Linked DNA regions of Arachis hypogaea: region 1 is linked to region 2. A link is a contact called in public Hi-C data. All regions are on one chromosome and are shown on one strand. Each heading gives the region's core, a stretch centred on a gene start, on an enhancer-like site or on the middle of the called end of the contact. The rest is flanking DNA. Distances are from core to core; before and after follow the strand shown.

Region 1 (3,469 bases), core at 811-3,310, 590 kb after region 2:
CGTCCTCACTAACCTAGTCGTACGACCAATCAATCTCCTTCGTCTTCTCTTTCTCAAACCCCATAACCAACCCAAAAACAAAAGCAAAAGCAGAGAAGGAAGAAGAAGCAAATGAAAAAATTAGAAAATAAAACGAAACGCATGCATACCTCTTTTACTCATTTTGTTTTCAAAGGAGAAACACCAAGGGTCAGGGATAAGCAACTCAGTTCCCAAACCATTCACTTAACCACATTGTAAAGGTAACTGCTTCCTCAATCACATCAAACGGTGTATTTGCCTTGGGAAAATAAGAGAATTTAATGATCAAATACTCTTTCTCTCTCCTCAACAAACACAACGACACAACTCCCCAAAACAAAAAGCTAAAGAACTTTTAATGAAGTAAGTTGAACTGGGGCCTCACTCAGCAACCTAACTCACCGAGTTATAACTCCTCAATAAGCTCAACCTGCTTCATTAAAAATAACTCTCCATAGGCCAAGCTTGGGGGCTGTGATATGGTCATAATAAATGAGATATAACTCGGTGAAATCCATTACGAACTCGCCGCTTTATAAGCTATAACTCGGCACAATCCGTTATAAGCTCGTCCATTCATGAGCCATAACTCGGCCAAAAGTGCTTCCATCGTAACCGATGATGTAACAGCAGACGAATGAATAGACGTTGTCCGCTCTTTTATAACCGACCTTAATATTAAAGAGCATAACGGACAAATAGCCAAGGATAAAAAGCGAGGTAAAGTATTCTTTTAGACTCATTGAAAAACGAGATATCATACTAACTTAAACTTCGGAGTGCCTTTGCAGGTACACTCCCCCTCCTCTTCATTGCTCATACTTTCGCATCTCAAGACAAAGGAAAGGATCGAACTCGAGAGATTGGGCGTTCAGCCTCTGAGGACATAACTCGGTTGACACTCTTATTTCGCAAGCAAGATCAGATCTGTATCATCAGAACACCACCAGCAACCATAACGGGAACCAAAACGCCACCACAAACAAAGGGAAAAAACCACATATGGGTTATACAAACATGAACACAGAGCTAAGTTCAGGTCCGAAGGAAATTATTTTAGATCTAGATCTGGATCTCAAATCTAGATCTCTAAAAGAAAAGCAGAAAACAGAAATTAAAGCAAGAAATAGGAAAGCAAAGACAAAAGAGAGGAGAAGTTAAAGAGGAGACGGAACAAAATGGGTGGAGGTGAATAAAAAACACAAACAAAGGAGAAGGAGAAAGGAAAAGGAAGAAGCGGAGGCAGAAGAGACAAAAAGGAAGAAAAGTTAAGAAGACAGGAGCAAAGAAGAAGAGGTAAAGGGAGATAGGAGCATCGGAGGGCCACCGCAGCCTAGATTGAGGCGGCGGCGGCGGCTCTCAAAGGAAGTTTTAGGGTTTACCTCAACGGGAGAGAGAGAGAGAATCAGCCAAAGTAGTGCGCCTTTTTTTAAAGAGAGAGTAATGTTGGAGTTAGAATAGGAGTAAAATTATAAAAAAATTGACTAATTGATGACAATAAAAAAAATTAACAATAAAAGTAAAATTAAAATTTATTACAAATGAAAAAGACAAAATTAAATTACATTAAACGTTAGGAGTATATTAAAAAATTTTAAAAAAAATATATATATATATATAATATATATATATATCGCATTTGAATTAACGCTAACGAATTTTTATTTTCTCACAAAAAATACTAACTGTTTTAAGGTGTACTTTAAATAGAAAGGAAAAAAATGGGTATGAAAACAAGAGTCTAGCCACCGTAAAGAATTTTAATATTTAAATTAATAAGAATTTTAGCAATATATAATGTAAGTTGGACAAAAATATTTAAAATATTTTTATATTTATAGAGTGAAATGATGAATCATCGGCAAAGTGCCAAAGTGAATCATTTTCTGATAATAGTGGGCGGTTATTTTTCCCACTATTTAGGAAGTTATGCGAGGTGGGATGGTAATTAATTGTGTGGTGATAACCGATGTAGTGAGTAAATCTTTTAACTAAGGGAAGTAAAGACCCCTTCGTTGGACCAGGTGGCATAAGAAAGTCCAGTTCAACTCATCTTTATTTGAGTGAGTTTGGGTTGAGCCCGTTAGGCCTGTGTCGGAATACTAACCTTATAGTATTTTTCCAAAATATATTTTTGACTTAAGATTGTTTTTGTGAATGTGTTATTATTACTCTAAAAAGAATTAAATGGTGGAGTACTTGGCATAAAATCCATCCGATAAAGACCAAAACTAGTATTCTAGCATTTATGTGGTCAAAAGCATATTTAAGGGACATTAAGAACTGCTAGCAAAATTGGACAATTTGTTATGATTTAATTGGAATTTAGACCATGCTAAACTCCTCAGTGTTCACCCCATATGATTATGTGAACTTTCTTTTAGAGAAATTCTGTGATGCTGATATACGGGAAAAAAAACATCAAATGCTGTCTGTACATGTCGACGTGGGAGGGAGACACGTTTATGATATGTGATGGTGATGCAGTGATTGTGATGTATCGATTTTCAATAGGTTGTTAAGAAAATTTAATTAGCCATCATTTTTTTTGGACTAGGTTAATTAGCCATAAATTAAAGGATGTTGTATTGGATGTTGGGCTCAAAACATAGGCTGTGGAACTGGGCAGAAAATTTTGGGCTCCTTTTTTTGTATGCTTTCGTAATACGCATTGTGAATGGAGAAAAAAGAGAATGTAGATAATCTATTATTGTTCAACTTTCTTTTGTGCAAAGCATTTGATTTCAATAAATTTGGATGGCTAGACCGAAATATAAACCATGTACATGACCAAAAAAAAAAAAAAGAAATATAAACCATGTCCAAATTATAAAGAAAAATAAATTTCTATTCACCTAATTAAAAATTATGTTCGTCAGGTACAATTTTTTTTGTCAATATTTTTACTTAGCTAAATTAAAATAAGAAATTAAATTATTAAAAAAAAATAAAATTTTTTTAAAATTATATCTTTCCTTTTTATTCCCATGAAACTATATAATGAACGAACTAATTAAGGAAACTTTTTAGGTGTAGCATTGTACTTTACTGGAGTTTTAGACTTTTACTCTTTTTCACCAATCAAATTTAATGTAAAATATATAAAGGGTTCAGATGGAAAAAAACATGTTTGTTATAGACATGAATCTAAAAAAGTGCACAAAAGAAATGCAACCGATTCTTTTGTTGTGGAGTGTTTAAACATTGAAGATGTCGATTTTGTCTAAGGGGTGAGCTGTCTATCTGTTGCAATGCAAAGCAATTCGGTCAAGAATGTCGCCAAATTAACACAAGTACAGCAGCACGAGCGAGAATGATGCACAAACCAACACAATAAGAGAGTCAGAGCAAGTCACAGTATATCGGACGAAGGGGATGAATCCGCCAAAGATTTTCGGATCTCCACATCAACAACACCAACCCAACTAAACATTACTTGAACTATGAG
Region 2 (3,611 bases), core at 588-3,087:
TGGTTGTAGAGACACAGATGTAATGATGTTTTTAATATTGAGAATCATTGAATGAATCACAAGGTGGTTGCCCTCATTAGAAGCACTGTCATGGACCAGAGATTTTATATACACCGATATTTTTCATTCAGCACCTTCAAGGATCAATGGTATTGGAACCTCCTGTAGGTAACAACTTTAAAGTTAATTGTGACTGGTTTTGACTATATTATTAGAGATTCTAATAGGAGTTGGATCTCGGGCTGCTCCAATAGTTCTCTTCTCTGGTCTATCATCAGATGTGAGCTTTTTATAGTTTAGAGGAGATTTAGTTTAAAACTGCGGTTTAAAAAACATTGTGTGAAACGGATTGTTTAGACGTCTTACACCTTTTGCATAACTCTAGTGGTAGGTATATGTATGAAGTTGTTGATTTAGTTCACAAAATTTAAAAACTTTTGTCTAAATCTTGGTATGTTCAAGTTGATTCTAAAGCTAAAAAAACAAATAAAATGACGGACTGAATAACTAAATATTAAACAAGGAATAATCCTAATCATATGATTAGGTTAGAACGTAGTGTTATTTTTCAACAAGTTATGAGTTTTGATTTAGACTAAGTTTATTTTAGTTTTATCTTTTGTTTAGACATCAAAGAAATGGTTAAGGATTGAAAGAATATTTACTCTATATATGTAAATATAGGAAGACGATATTTGTGTATTTACTCTATTGGAAAATAATTAATTAATTTATTTCATTACAAAAAAATGTTTTTTAAATGTTAAATCCAATCTTGCTCAACCCATTTGATGTTATTATCTTTTATAAATTTGCTACGGAATCAATAAGGAATCTTGATAATATGTACAATGGATTGGTTATTTAGTCAAATAAAAATAAATAATAAATTTAAAAACTTTCATTCAATTATTTTATATTAAATTTTAAATTTTAAATTTTTTAATTTTAAATTTTAAATTTTTAAAAAATTCAATTAGTTATTTTAAAAAAATAACCATCTAAAATCCTAATTTACTAAAGTATTTTACTCAAATACTCTCTTCTTTTTCAACCGGTGGCCACCCAACCTTCATCAATAATCATCCCATTTCACTGTCGTTACTTGGCTTGCCACATGCCACTCACCCTTAGTAAAAATAATCATCCACTTAAGGATATAATCATCCGCATACCTAATGAATTGAACATCTAACATATATTTTTTTGTGACTGAACATCTAACATATTTTAATTATATATAATTAAACCCAATCCAATCAAAATAATCATCTATATAAAAATTAAAATAACTATCAACATACCTACTAAATGACCATTCTAAATTGACCATTAAAATAGAAGAAGAAGAAACATAGTTTTGAAGGACTAGGCATGACGAAAGCGGCACTGTTGTGAAGCATAGGGCCCAAATCTGAAAGAAGCTAACCATGCTTGGATCTGAAGAAAAAGAGCATGGTAGTATCATCGGCGAGAAAAGGCTTGAAGGAATGGGGGAAAGCGAAGCCGGTTCGGAAGAGAGGCACGCGAAAAAGCGGCAGCGTTAGGCTGAGCGTCGGAGGGCGAGGCGCATCGGGCTGACCGATGAAGGTGAGGAGGGTGTGATGCGGCGGCGTCGGCCGACGAGAAATTCAGTGATGAGTTTTGAACGTATATTGAAAGTTACGATAAGATTAAAAATATTCGTACATAGTGTGAATGAATTTAAATACTAATCCTAATTTTTCAAATTTTAAAATTTAAAATTAAATAATTAATTAATCATCTAATTTTTTATTATAATTTTTTTTAATACATTGTACACATTATACACATGGTACACAACTAGTTTTAGTTCCCAATACTTTCTCTAATATAAAACATTGAACTGGTAACAAAGGACCCAACCCATACCATTTACAAAACCAAAAGCCCCATAACAATATTTTGTACACATTGCTTTATTACTGGTTCCAGGGTTGGGTCTTGTTCGTACTCGCACCGGCATCCCAAGCAATTTCTGGTTTTTCGATTCTGTACGAGGAGAGGATATGGTTAAGCCAAAACAACAGAGGAAGATATCCCACAAGAAACAACACCACCCGCAAGTAACCGCCATCACCTTCCTCAACTTCTATAAATTTTTTGATTCTTCGTTCTTCTTTCGTGCGTTTGCTGCATCAACCTTAACTACAAGTTATGCACATTAATCAATTTGTTTTTGGATTTTCTTTTTGTTAATTTATTATTATTATTATTATTATTATTATTATTTGTTTTCCTTATTCGTTTTGGGTTTAGTTTAGCGGTGAGTTGCACTGTTGCTTAAAGTGACTAGCTTATGAAACTTGTGCTTCCTAGAGTGTGTGTAAGTGTACTGAATAATTTTTTAGATTTTAGAGTACTTGTAATCAGTGGTTATCTATGTTCTATTTTTTGTAATATAATTAGATAAGATTAGATGAAATTCACATAAAGATGCTGAGATGACATCTATATTCACTTATGATAGTTGGCCACTGATATAGGGGTGCATTTGTTTCTGATTTTCAAAATAGTGATTTTACAACTTGAATTTTTTTTAATAAATTTGTAAGAATGTTGAAAACTGATTTTAGTTAGAAGCTACCCTGTTTAGCTTTTACCAAAATCCAAAAAGAAGGAAAAAGCTCAAAAACTGATTTTTATTTTTTTTACATTCTGGTTATTTTCTAAATTTATACAAATATGTGAAAAAGTTTTGTCAGAGAAAGTTAAAACAAGCACATCCATAGTGTCAAGTTTGTATTTGTCAAGATGTGTCAAATCTTTCGGTGCTTAATGACTTTCGAAGGTTAAGCATACGATGTTATGATGAGAATGTTTGTGCGCGCGCGCATGGATGCTTTGTTCTTTTGATTAAGTAACCTCCTCAATTAACTTGTTTAAGTAAATAATCCAATTATGATTTCATAATGCTTCTAAGAATCAATGTGCTGCCATTTTTTTTTAACAGAATAAGAAGCCCGGGAAACCAGCTGATACTTCACAATTTCGGAGTCAGTTGGATGCACTGGGCCTGCGCATTGTTGACATAACAGCAGATGGTAATTGTTTCTTCAGGTCAGCCTTCTTAGTTGATTTTATCTGTGATTCTCTTATATTAAAGAAAAAGTTATTATTAGTTTTCTAATTTTGCGCATCATATGGTTTTAAGCACGTTATTGACTAAGGAATGTGAGCTTAATAGGATGAACTAATTAGATGTTAAAAATTATATAAGAGTATTTTAGTAAAAAATCTTTATAAATAAGCCTTGATTTTGAGTTTCTTTGCTCTTCTGCATATCTCTTAAAGTGAGAAATCAAATAAACTGGAGATGGTACTAGTACAGAAAATAATATAATACCACCCTCATTGTTCTTATGCTAAATCTGAGGTTAGGTTAAGCCTATGAGATTTTGGCATTATCTGCTCTAGTGCTCTTAGCTTTATTGAATTCCACAATGCTTGAAGGGTATCATCACTGGGGCAATTCTTTCCCTTGAGCTAGTTCTTTGGGTGAAATTACACGAAAATGTTAAGATGGTATCATTATTTATATTGGACTACTTGGAGAAGCACAGTTCTGTGAACTACTTCAAAATATATAA

The links. A called contact is a pair of places that touch in the nucleus more often than the background predicts.
Region 1: a Hi-C map of leaf shows a contact between it and region 2, with 2.7 times the contacts expected there. The contact joins the enhancer-like site here to the promoter of LOC112720509 in region 2. A contact is called at or near these places in 2 of 8 Hi-C or Micro-C datasets (both in leaf).

The regions. Positions count from the first base shown.
Region 1 is chr11:20,596,946-20,600,414 of arahy.Tifrunner.gnm2.J5K5, forward strand. No RefSeq gene overlaps it. Among protein-coding and RNA genes, the nearest start is that of LOC112721114, 8.7 kb to the left of the region's middle. Within about 2 kb of position 2,061, at least 3 of the 3 cell types and tissues checked have open chromatin away from gene starts, as enhancers often do.
Region 2 is chr11:20,005,151-20,008,761 of arahy.Tifrunner.gnm2.J5K5, forward strand. It overlaps LOC112720509 (OVARIAN TUMOR DOMAIN-containing deubiquitinating enzyme 7), which reads left to right and starts at 1,838. Exons shown (of 12, transcript XM_072206580.1): 1 at 1,838-2,087; 2 at 2,975-3,081. The coding sequence starts at 2,031.